Regions from separate parts of the Sus scrofa genome. Here region 1 is linked to region 2. The links are chromatin contacts, called in public HiChIP or PLAC-seq maps. All regions are on one chromosome and are shown on one strand. Each heading gives the region's core, a stretch centred on a gene start, on an enhancer-like site or on the middle of the called end of the contact. The rest is flanking DNA. Distances are from core to core; before and after follow the strand shown.

Region 1 (5,190 bases), core at 306-2,805, 320 kb before region 2:
CATGGTGGCTGGTGGGCACTGGGCATATTTCCCGGCAGTGCTGCCCAGCCTCCTGGCCCTTGACATTTAATTCACTGCAGCCAACACATATGAAGCATCTCTATGTGCAAGACAAAGCCACTGGCACTTCCCAGAAAGCCCTGCTGCAGCACCTCCATGCCTAAGCCCCAGACACAGGCCTCCTTTCACCCTCTTTTTCCACAGTGGCACAGCGGTATCGCTGCCCTTAGCGCCATTGTTATTCTTGCCCTCTCCTCATCCTCCTCAATGCTTGGCACATGGCAAATCCACAGCAAAGGTTTTATTGTATTGAATGAAGTAAACAAATCTCATTTTCCCCTAGCGCTGGTTTCTGAGGCTAGGTTCCACCTTCTCCCTGCTTGACACAGGCAGGGCAAACCTTTCTAATGTAGAAAGAGCTGAGTTCAGGAGTCTCCTTCGTGGCACAGTGGAAATGAATCCGACTAGTATCCATGAGGATGCAGGTTCGATCCCTGGCCTCGCTCAGTGGGTCAGGGATCCGGCATTGCTGTGAGCTGTGGTGTAGGTCACAGACATGGCTCGGATCCGGCGTTCCCGTGGCAGTGGTGTGGGCCAGCAGCTGTAGCTCTGATTCAACCTCTAGCCTGGGAACCTCCATATGCCAAAGGTGCGGCCCTAAAAAGCAACAAGAAAAAGCTGCGTTCAAATCCCAGCTGTGCCTCGTACAGAGCTGTGTGACTCTGGACAAGGTGCTTCATCTCTTCCAGTTTTCACATCTGTAAGATGAGCATTACAGCACTGACTTCACAGTGTTGAAGGATTAAGAGTTTACGTACCTGAAGCACCCAGTGAGGCTCCCATGCCTGGCTCAATGTAAAACATACCACCACAGGCCCCCTGACAGCCGTTCAAAGGTACCAGGCCAGGGACTGCCAAGGTCCCTGATAGGGCCAAATGAGCTCGGAGAGTAAAGGATTAACAAACAGCCTGGACCTTCCTCTCCCCAGGCCCACGACTGGGAAGGGATCCAACCCTGTCCCCCACCCCCACTGCAAGCGCCAGGGGAACTGCAGGTCTCAGAGTCACTGCAAAGGCCTAGGTAAAGCTTCCCCAAACTCCAACCTGTTCCAGCTGGGCACAGGTTGCAAAGTCTGGCCACGGCCCAAGTGCAGGGTCCCGGGTGCTCTCTGACCTCAAGGACCGTCCAGTCCACCCCACCAAAAATAACCCGGGCCTCGGGAGGCGCGGGAGACGCTGAGTCACCCCGCGTGCCGAGCGCCCAAAGTCCCAGAGCAGTGCCCCGGGTCCCAGAACAGTTCCCCTGGGCTCCGCAGCCCCTTCCCACCACCCGCAGGCCGCGCGCCCGGCAGGAGAGGACTCGGCGCGCGGTGCGGGGCAGGGACGCCAGCCTCTTACTCTGCGGCGCGGGCGAGCGTAGCGCTGCCCTCCGGGGGGATCCTGCGCGTGACAAACACCTTCATGAGTCTCACTCGCCTCATGCACCCAGGAGCCGCCGGATTCTGGGCCCAGATCCCGCGGACCGGAAGCGGGGCGGGAGGGGGCGGGGCCTCGGGGGGGCGGGGCCGGGCCTGGAGCGGGCGGGGGCACGTGGGGGCGTGTGGGATTGTTGTGCTGCAGACTGGGAGTGGACGTGGCAATGTGTCTAAGTGTGGGGTAAACAGGGTTCCGAGTGTGCGCCTTGTGTGTGTGTGTGTGTGTGTGTGTGTGTGTGTGTGTGATCAAGACTTCCTGAAACCTAGACTGGTTCTGGGGCTCGTCCCAGGCTCAGGCCCTTGGCTCCAGGACCTACCTCTGAGTACCCACTGCCCCAGAGGTTTAGGACTTGCGGGCCATGGATTGGGGGTTGGTATCGGCAAAGGGGCATCCGGGGGAGAGTCTTGTGTGAACGTGTGTGGATGCCGTAAAGGTGCCTACAGCTGTCAGAGTCTGCCACCTGAGGGGGAGGCAGTCAGGGACCACCCCCATTCCCAGGGCGTCAGTGCCTTGACCATCTTCTCTGTTCCACCATGGTCACACTGTTCTAGGCAGGGGTCTTTGGACACGCAGACTAGGCTCTGAGTTCGGCCTACTGTGCACACACAGGAGCCTGGCCCAGGGCCATCTGAATCCCCGAAAGACCTCTTTAACACTTGGTGCAGTTCCCTACAAGAAGCTAGCAGTTGTGCAAGCAACGTTTGCATGGGTCCTGGGTCATGTTAGGTATTCAGCAAGCACTGAGCCCTGCCACCCACTAAGGACAAGTGGTTAAATTTGTGCATGCCTCAGCTTCCTCATCATAAAATGGGGATAATAGTAGGTACCTAACACTTGGCTTGTTGAGAGGATGACAATGTGTAGTGCTTACAACAGCAGGTGTGCTGGGCTGCACCCCACGGGCCTGCAAGCCTTGTAGTTGTCCAGCCCTGAAACCAAAGAAAGAGCCTAGAGACAGAGACATCAATGGTTTATTAGACAGGGGATCTGGAGCAACGCCCCATCAAGCAGACAGCAGGCAGGACATGGCAGCAATTTTTGCTGCTTAAGGGAGAAGGAGGCAACCATTTACAGGGGGCCTGACATCAGGTGGGCTCATCAGTTACCAGGGGCTAATTAAGCCCTATAATTAAGAGGATTGGATAGTCATGTAAGTGAAGCAGGAACTGGTTGAGCAGGGGCCACACAGAGAGCAAGAGAACAGCCACCCTGGAGTTCCAGTTGTGGTGCAGCATAAACAAATCCGACCAGGAAACATGAGGTTGCGGGTTCAATCCCTGGCCTCACTCAGTGGGTTAAGGATCCGGCGTTGCTGTGAGCTGTGGGGTAGGTTGCAGACACGGCTCAGATCCTGTGTTGCCGTGGCTGTGGTGTAGGCTGGCAGCTGTAGCTCTGATTGGACACCTAGCCTGGGAACCTCCATATGCCACAGGTGCAGCGCTAAAAAGAAAAAGAAAAAAAGAAAAAAAATGAGAGAGAGAACAGCTATCTTGAATGGCCTAACCACACAAGGTAACACAGGTCATGGGTGTTTGATAAATAGTAACACACTCAAAAAAAAAAAAAATAGTAACACATTCAAGGAAAACCCACACCTGGGGATAGCAGTTGGTCAGAGATGCAGATGCTGAAGCAAGATCAGGACACGTGGGAGGGCCCCAGGCCTCCCTCAGCTGTGCTGGCTCCATCTCTGCCAGAGGCTGTTCAGGTACTTGCTCCAAGGCTTGGGAGCACCTAGAAGAAAAAGCCCTAGCGGGTGGTCTCTTCTCTGTGGCTTTTATCTGAATCCATTCTGCTCCCTCGAGGCCCAGATAGAAAAGAGAGACAGGCATAGAGAGGTGACATCTCCAGCTTGGGGCCATACAGCAAGTCGCTGGAGGGGCCAGAAGTGGCCTCTTGGGCTACCTGGATCCCTGGCCAGGGCTCCACCCTGCCATCTCCCTCCTGTGAGTAAAGCATTAATAAATGTCTTACCCACAGCTCTCTGCCCTACTAGGCCACCCCAGGGACAGTTTCTGAAATACCTCAAACATTGACACAACAAGGTGTTTTTCTGTCCCCAGAGCAGAGCTTCTGGGGACAGCACAGCCCTATGGCTCCATCCTCTGTTAATCAGTGGTGACACTTTGCCCCAGCTCCTCCCCCACACCAGGACAGGCCAGGACACTGGGCAAGCCTGTCCGCCAGGAGCAGGAGGGGACATGACACGTCAATGGGCCCCCTCCTCCCCATCCTGAGGCAAAGTGCCCTGCTGGGTGGTGGCCATGGAGCCAGCTGAGCGCCCCTATGGGGGATCAGATGAAGCGGTAAAGAGCTGGGGAGGAAGGATCCCAAGTGGAGAGAGATCGGGAGCCTTACCAGGGCTTCACTGGGTAAAACAAATGAATAAGCAGCTAGGATTTATAGAGCTCTTAGTAGTTCCAAGCAATGGCAGCCAGGGAGACACCAGGGTGACTGACAGAGACTCAGGGCCACAGCTCCCGCAGGGGGGTGGAAATATGGAACATGCAAAAATTCAAAATGAAGGTAAGAAAAAATGTTTTCGTAGGAATTATATATAAATTCACTTTTGTATTGAAATCTTAAATCCATGTGGGACATTTTGTGTATATGGTTTGAGGTGGGGTTCTCCTTAATGTTTTTCCAAATAGTTAACTGGTTATTCAAGTACTATTTTTTGGTCACACCCATAGCATATGAAGTTCCCAGGCCAGGGATGAAACCCATGCCACAGTGACCCAAACTACTGCAGTGACAGTGCCAGATCCTTAACTCACTGTGCCACAAGGGAACTCCTTCAAGTACTATTTGTATTTATTATTTTTTTGTCTTTTGTCTTTTGCCTTTTTTTAGGGCCACACCCGTGGCCTATGGAAGTTCCCAGGCTAGGGGTTGAATCAGAGCTGCAGCTGCTGGCCTACACCACAGCCACAGCAACACGGCATCCAAGCCACATCCGTGACCTACACCACAGCTCACGGCACCTTAGCCAGATCCTTAACCCACTGAGTGAGGCCAGGGATCGAACCCATGTCCTCATGCTACTAGTCGGGTTTGTTAACCACGGAGCCACAATGGGAACTCCCCAAGTGCTATTTTTAAATGAGTGTTTTTCTTTAGTTTTGAAACAGATAATAAACGCCCAAGATACAAATTCCCAAAGGCCCACGAGGGTATAAGGTGAAAACTGCCTCTCCCACCCTGTCCCCCATGGCTCAGATCCTCAACTTAACAGGCAGTCACATCTTTCCAGAGATGCTTAGGATATTTGATAATATGCATATAATGTTCACACAAATGGTAGCATATACACTCTACATCACCCCGTTTTTTTCACTGAACAGTATATCCTATAGATCCTTTCACATCCGTACACGGAGAGGTACCTTATTCTTTTTATGGATGCAGAGTATTTCACTGCAGGATTGAGCCACAAATAATGTACAGTCCCCTACTAATGGACATTTAGGAAGTTTCCCATCTTTATAAATACAACACCACAACAGAGACATGTCATAAATGTCATTTTGCATGTGGGTAAATACACCTGTAACATAAATTCCTAGAAGCAGGATGGCTGGGTCAAAAATAAATGACCAGGAGTTCCCGTCGTGGCGCAGTGGTTAACGAATCCGACTAGGAACCATGAGGTTGCAGGTTCGGTCCCTGCCCTTGCTCAGTGGGTTAACGATCCGGCGTTGCGGTGAGCTGTGG
Region 2 (5,240 bases), core at 554-3,053:
GAATTAAAATGGTTTAACAAATATGAAACAGCTATAAAGAATAACTGTAAAGGCTCTCACCATGCAAAGTGAGAACACTATTCATTCACTCAACTTTTTTAATCCAGACAATTTAAGATTTATTTAAGCTCTCAGATTTTACTATACAATCTTTAAAGCCAGTATTTCTGCTCACAGTCTACCAACTGATCATTCCAGACCTTTCGCTTTTATTTCTCTTGAAAGAAGTTTAAGCTTAAATGTTTCCTTTTGATGAGATAGTTATCCATCTCAAAGTGATTTAAATCAAACTCACAGCTTGATTTTCAGTCCAGTTTTCATTAGAACATGATTAAAAGACTAAGTTTTATTTCAACTTAAAATTTCTGATTCACTCTTAGTGAGCTATTCTGACAGTGAGATCTGAAACACTACTGACTTGTGTTAAAACTTCTGTCCACTCTTCAAATATGACTTTCGCTTTGAGGTAAATCTAATGGGATAGAGAATCCAAATGTGACAAACAATAGGCACACACTCACACAAACACAGTCAGACAGATACAAGATTTTTGTGGGAGAAAATAATGCTAAATTTATTCAGAAAAAATCCAGCTGTTTCTGACATAAAGTCTTCATAGGATAACTAATCCTATCTCAAAACACTTACTTCATCTTTTCCACAGGCCCCTTTTCCTTTTGCTGCAGTCTCTTACCCTTGGAGCTATTTTACAATCCTCATTTCCACTTCTTCCTTAGTTCATTCCCCACCCCCAGATTCTCCTGAAAACGATAGTGCACTGCGCTCAAAATCACAAAACTGAAAATATACACACAAGCTAAATATTCAAAACACAGAGTCAATAGTTTTGGAATGGACCTCGAAGTCATTCAATTGAACGCTCTCATTTTATACAGACAGAAACGGGATCTAAGAAGCTTATTTATTCAAAGAGCCTAAAAGATCTCCTAATTCAACCCTGCAACCTGAAAAAAAGGTAAATTCAACCTCAAGAGAAGACTTCTAGAGTCATCAGCGCGAGTCGGTAGTGGAGTCGCGGCTGTAACTCGGCCTGCTCTCACTCAGCCAGTTTCCCTACTACACATACCCGCAGCTGTTAGAGCTGAAGTTAACTGCTGGTTCCCTGGATGTAAGGGATAAAAGGAATCAAGGAACAAGTCTCCTTGTTTTACATGGGGGAAGAGGGCCATCTGCCCAAATTTTTCTGGCCCCCAGAGCTGCTGCTTCTGACAGCTGAGGCTGGAGTTGGCCCAGGACTGTTGGATCCTCAAGGGCCGAGCTCCCTTCGGGTTTAAATGACTGACCGGCTTCCCTAAAAGACAGGGGACTCTCAGAGGGTAGTGGGGGTAAAGCAGGCAGTAACACCATCCCCATCGAGGCCATGGGCGCCCAAGCTCTTTCTGAACCACAGTCTCAGGCCTTGAAGGGAGGAGAAGCAGACACCTCAGCCAGTCAGCTGAGTCGCGTGGGACAGAGCTCGACTGAGAGGCCACGAGCGGAGCCGGGTACCGCCACAAGTAAGGGACAGGCGGGAGACGCGGAGGCCAGCGAGGGGACACGCGCTAGTTCCACGGCCCTGCGGGCGAGGCGGAGGGCAGGCAGGGGTCCCCGGCCCGTGGACGGCTCGGGGTCCGTCACACATACTCACTGCCGCGGCTGCGACCAGGAAGCACCAACCAGGAACCAAAACGCGTAAAGGGACGGGGAGGGGCGAGGACAGATGAGGTAAGGAAACCGCGTCCGCGCCGACCCGGGAGGAGGGAAGGCACTTCCGGGGACAACACTTCTCCCAGGAGTTGTCTTCCGTCCCCGCCCACCCTGCGGGCCTTCTTGCGCATGCGTAACAACTATAAACTCCCCCTTCCCTTCCCAGCTGAGAGTCTTTTCGGTTTGCCTTTCTTGCTCTGCTCCTTCCCCGCCACGACTTCTTTCAGAAGTGTCTAGGCTGCACCTGTAATAGGGAAACACCTTGTTTGAATGACTTGCACGGAAAAAATGCTGCTTACCGAGCCAAACCGGAGAAAGCTAGCGCCTTTTTGTGCCCGCGAGAAAAACTACGTCTCCCATGATGCTCCGGGGCGGGGTTTAGCTTGGGCTCCGCCTCCTCCCTGACCTGGGGGAGGAGGAGACACCTTCCTTATGCCACGTGGCACGGGAGCCACGAGACCCAGGTAAGGGCTAAGGGGCAGGTGCAGCTGGCGGCATGGCTGGAGGACGTAGAGAACCTCAGCAAGGGAGAAGCCTCTTTGAGAAAGGTTGCCTTCTAGATACTTCTTTCTTGAGCTAGGTGACCTTATGCAGGTCACTTACATCTCAAGGTTGAAGTTGAACCTAGTTTACGCTGGGGCGCTTCCGCCTCTTATTTTTCCTAGAATACAAGGCAACAGATTTAAGTCTTTGTGCACCTTGAAAAGCTGCACTCATGCTAAACACTGAAGTCGATACTGGTCCCTTGGAAACCTCTAGAGGATTGTGCTGGGAGCCTCTGGCTTGGTTTCTCTTCTCACACCATATTTTAATAACTGTACAACTTTACAAATAAGGAAATATTTTATTAATTCGTGGGCCCTTGGCAACAGTCTTGAGTTTTAAGATGGGGGCAGGGGAGATTGGCCACACCCATGGGATGCAAAAGTTCCCAGCCAGGTATCAAACCCTAGCCACAGCCATGATAATGCTGGATCCTTAACTACAAGCCCACCAGAGAACTCTGACAATAGTCTTGAAAGATAAGCTTGACATTGATTTTTTGTGTGTGTGGCAGCACCTGTGGCACATGGAAGGTCCCAGGTCAGCAATCCAATCCGAGCCACAGCTGCAGCAGTGCACAAATTCATAACCCAGTGCACCAGGCCTGGGGTCAAACCCTAGCCTCACCAAAAACCCTAGCCACCTCAGAGACAAGGCTAGATCCTTAACACTATGCACCACATCAGGAACTCTAACGACTTTTTTTTTTTTTTTTTTTTTTTTTTGTCTTTTTGCTTTTTCTTGAGCTGCTCCCACTGCATATGGAGGTTCCCAGGCTAGGGTTTCAAACGGAGCCGCAGCCACCAGCCTATGCCAGAGCCACAGCAACGAGCCGAGTCTGCAACCCACACCACAGCTCACGGCAACGCTGGATCCTTAACCCACTGAGCAAGGCCAGGGAACGAACCCACAACCTCATGGTTCCTAGTCAGATTCGTTAACCACTGCGCTACAACGGGAACCCCTCTAATGATTATTTTTGCCAACACTTATTGAACGTCTGTTAAGAGCTAGGCAGTCCTATCAGTTTGTGGATGTAGTGGTAAATTTTTAAAGTCTCTGGTCTCATAGATCTAGAGTCTACCTGGAAAAGCAGAATGCAGGTGATTTGCATATAGTTTAATAAGAGTTTGACTGGGAAATTAGAAATTTTAGTTAACATAGTAAGTGCTAGGAAGGAAGACAGGGTACAGTGAAATGGTAAAATTGGAGGACCAATGGTAAAATTTTGCAGAGGAAGAAACAGGCTAAGAAATGAGCCACAGAAATTACTAGATGGTTAGGTTATATGTATTATGTACAACAAATGTTACCTTTAAAATATATATTACGTGGGAGTTCCCATTGTGGCTCAGTGGAAACAAACCCCACTAGTATCCATGAGGACATAGATTTGATCCCTGGCCTCACTCAGTGGGTTAAGGATCTGCCGTTGCCATGAGCTGTGATATAGGTCACAAACAAGGCTCTGATCCTGAGTTGCTGTGGGTGTGGTGTAGGCCAGCAGCTGTAGCTCTCTTTCGAACCCTAGCCTGGGAACTTCCATATGTTGTGGGTACAGCACTAAAAAGACCAAAAAAAAAAAAAAATTTAAAAAATAGTATATTGTGGAGTTCCTTGTGGTGCAGTGGGTTAAGGATTCAGCATTGTCACTGCAGCAGCTCAGGTAGCTGCTGTGATGTGGGTTTGATCCCTGGCCCGGGAATTTCCACATGCTGTGGGCTCAGCCAAACAACAACAACAATAATAATATATTGAGCTTTTATCAAATGCCAAGCTTACTCCTGTAAGTGTACTATATGTAAACTTAAATTTTAACAAAACTTTGAGGTTGAGAATTTTTAAAAAGGGAAGTAGATTCAGAGGTTAAGTAGCTCGCCTAAGGCCACACGTGTAAGAAATTCTAATTCTGTGCCCAGCCCTCCCACTATTACTCCTACATTCAACGAAGATTTACTAGTTCCTGTGCTTAAATGCTTTGGTCACCTCCAACAGATTATGTCATAAAACCAAGAGTCCTTTGGATGGCATAAGGAACACTTCATAAGCTGACATCTGCCTACCTGTTCATCACCATGCTGAATGCTGAGCAGTTGCCCCAACACACTATGCTCTATCATATCTGTGCCTTTACAGAGGGCATTCCTGTTGCTGGTAAAGTTCTCCCTGTCCTTCACCCTACCCTGCTCAAGCCCAGGTCATCAGCGAAACCTTCCAACTCAGCCAGACAGAAAAAGCGTTCTTTCCCCTGAGCTCCCCTACAATTTGGACAAACTTCCATCAAGGCAATTACATTGTGTTTGACTCAGCTGGATTGTGAACTCCCTGAAGGAAAAAGCTTTGACATTTTGTCTTTTGTTTTTTTGGGGGGTGGTGGTGCACGTGCCAATAGCATGCAAAAGTTCCAGAGCCAGAGGTTGAACCCACACTACAGCAGCAACCTGAGCCACAGCCGAGCAGTGACAATCCCAGGTCCTTAACCCACTGAGCCACAGGGAACTCTGACATTTTGTCTCTGTATCTTCTTCAGCTAACATAGTGTTTGGCAGACAGCAAGCACTCAATAAAGTTGTTAAAGAAAGGAAGGACAGCTAACTCCCTGAGGCTCTAGGAAACCAGAACCAAACGTGGATCCACCTTCTGTCAGTTCAGTAGGAAACCATGACATGACCCGAAATAACCAGAATGCAGTGTGGTGCTCCATGATATTAAGATGGCATAAAGAGCTGCAGGGGTCCAAGGATACAGAGATTTCTGACTAAGGAGGATGCTACAAGTAAATATACACACACACACACCCTGCCTTTACATGGTGTGTTCTCATTTATTTATTTATTTTTTTGTCTTTTTGCTATTTCTTGGGCCACTCCAATGGCATATGGAGGTTCCCAGGCTAGGGGTCGAATCGGAGCTGTAACCACCGGACTACACCACAGCCACAGCAACGCAGGATCCGAGCCGCATCTGCAACCTACACCACAGGTCACAGC

Evidence for each region. HiChIP or PLAC-seq counts read pairs in DNA pulled down with a chosen protein or histone mark.
Region 1: an H3K27ac HiChIP or PLAC-seq map of alveolar macrophages shows a contact between it and region 2. The contact joins the promoter of GRHPR here to the promoter of ZCCHC7 in region 2. A contact is called at or near these places in 1 of 5 promoter capture datasets (fetal skeletal muscle), 1 of 47 Hi-C or Micro-C datasets (skeletal muscle) and 1 of 2 datasets of contacts at active chromatin or transcription factors (alveolar macrophages).

Annotation. Positions count from the first base shown.
Region 1 is chr1:238,136,129-238,141,318 of Sscrofa11.1, reverse strand. GRHPR (glyoxylate reductase/hydroxypyruvate reductase) reads right to left here and starts at 1,555. Exons shown (of 9, transcript XM_021066121.1): 1 at 1,399-1,555. The coding sequence starts at 1,481.
Region 2 is chr1:237,817,238-237,822,477 of Sscrofa11.1, reverse strand. It overlaps ZCCHC7 (zinc finger CCHC domain-containing protein 7), which reads right to left and starts at 1,803. Exons shown (of 10, transcript XM_021066106.1): 1 at 1,649-1,803.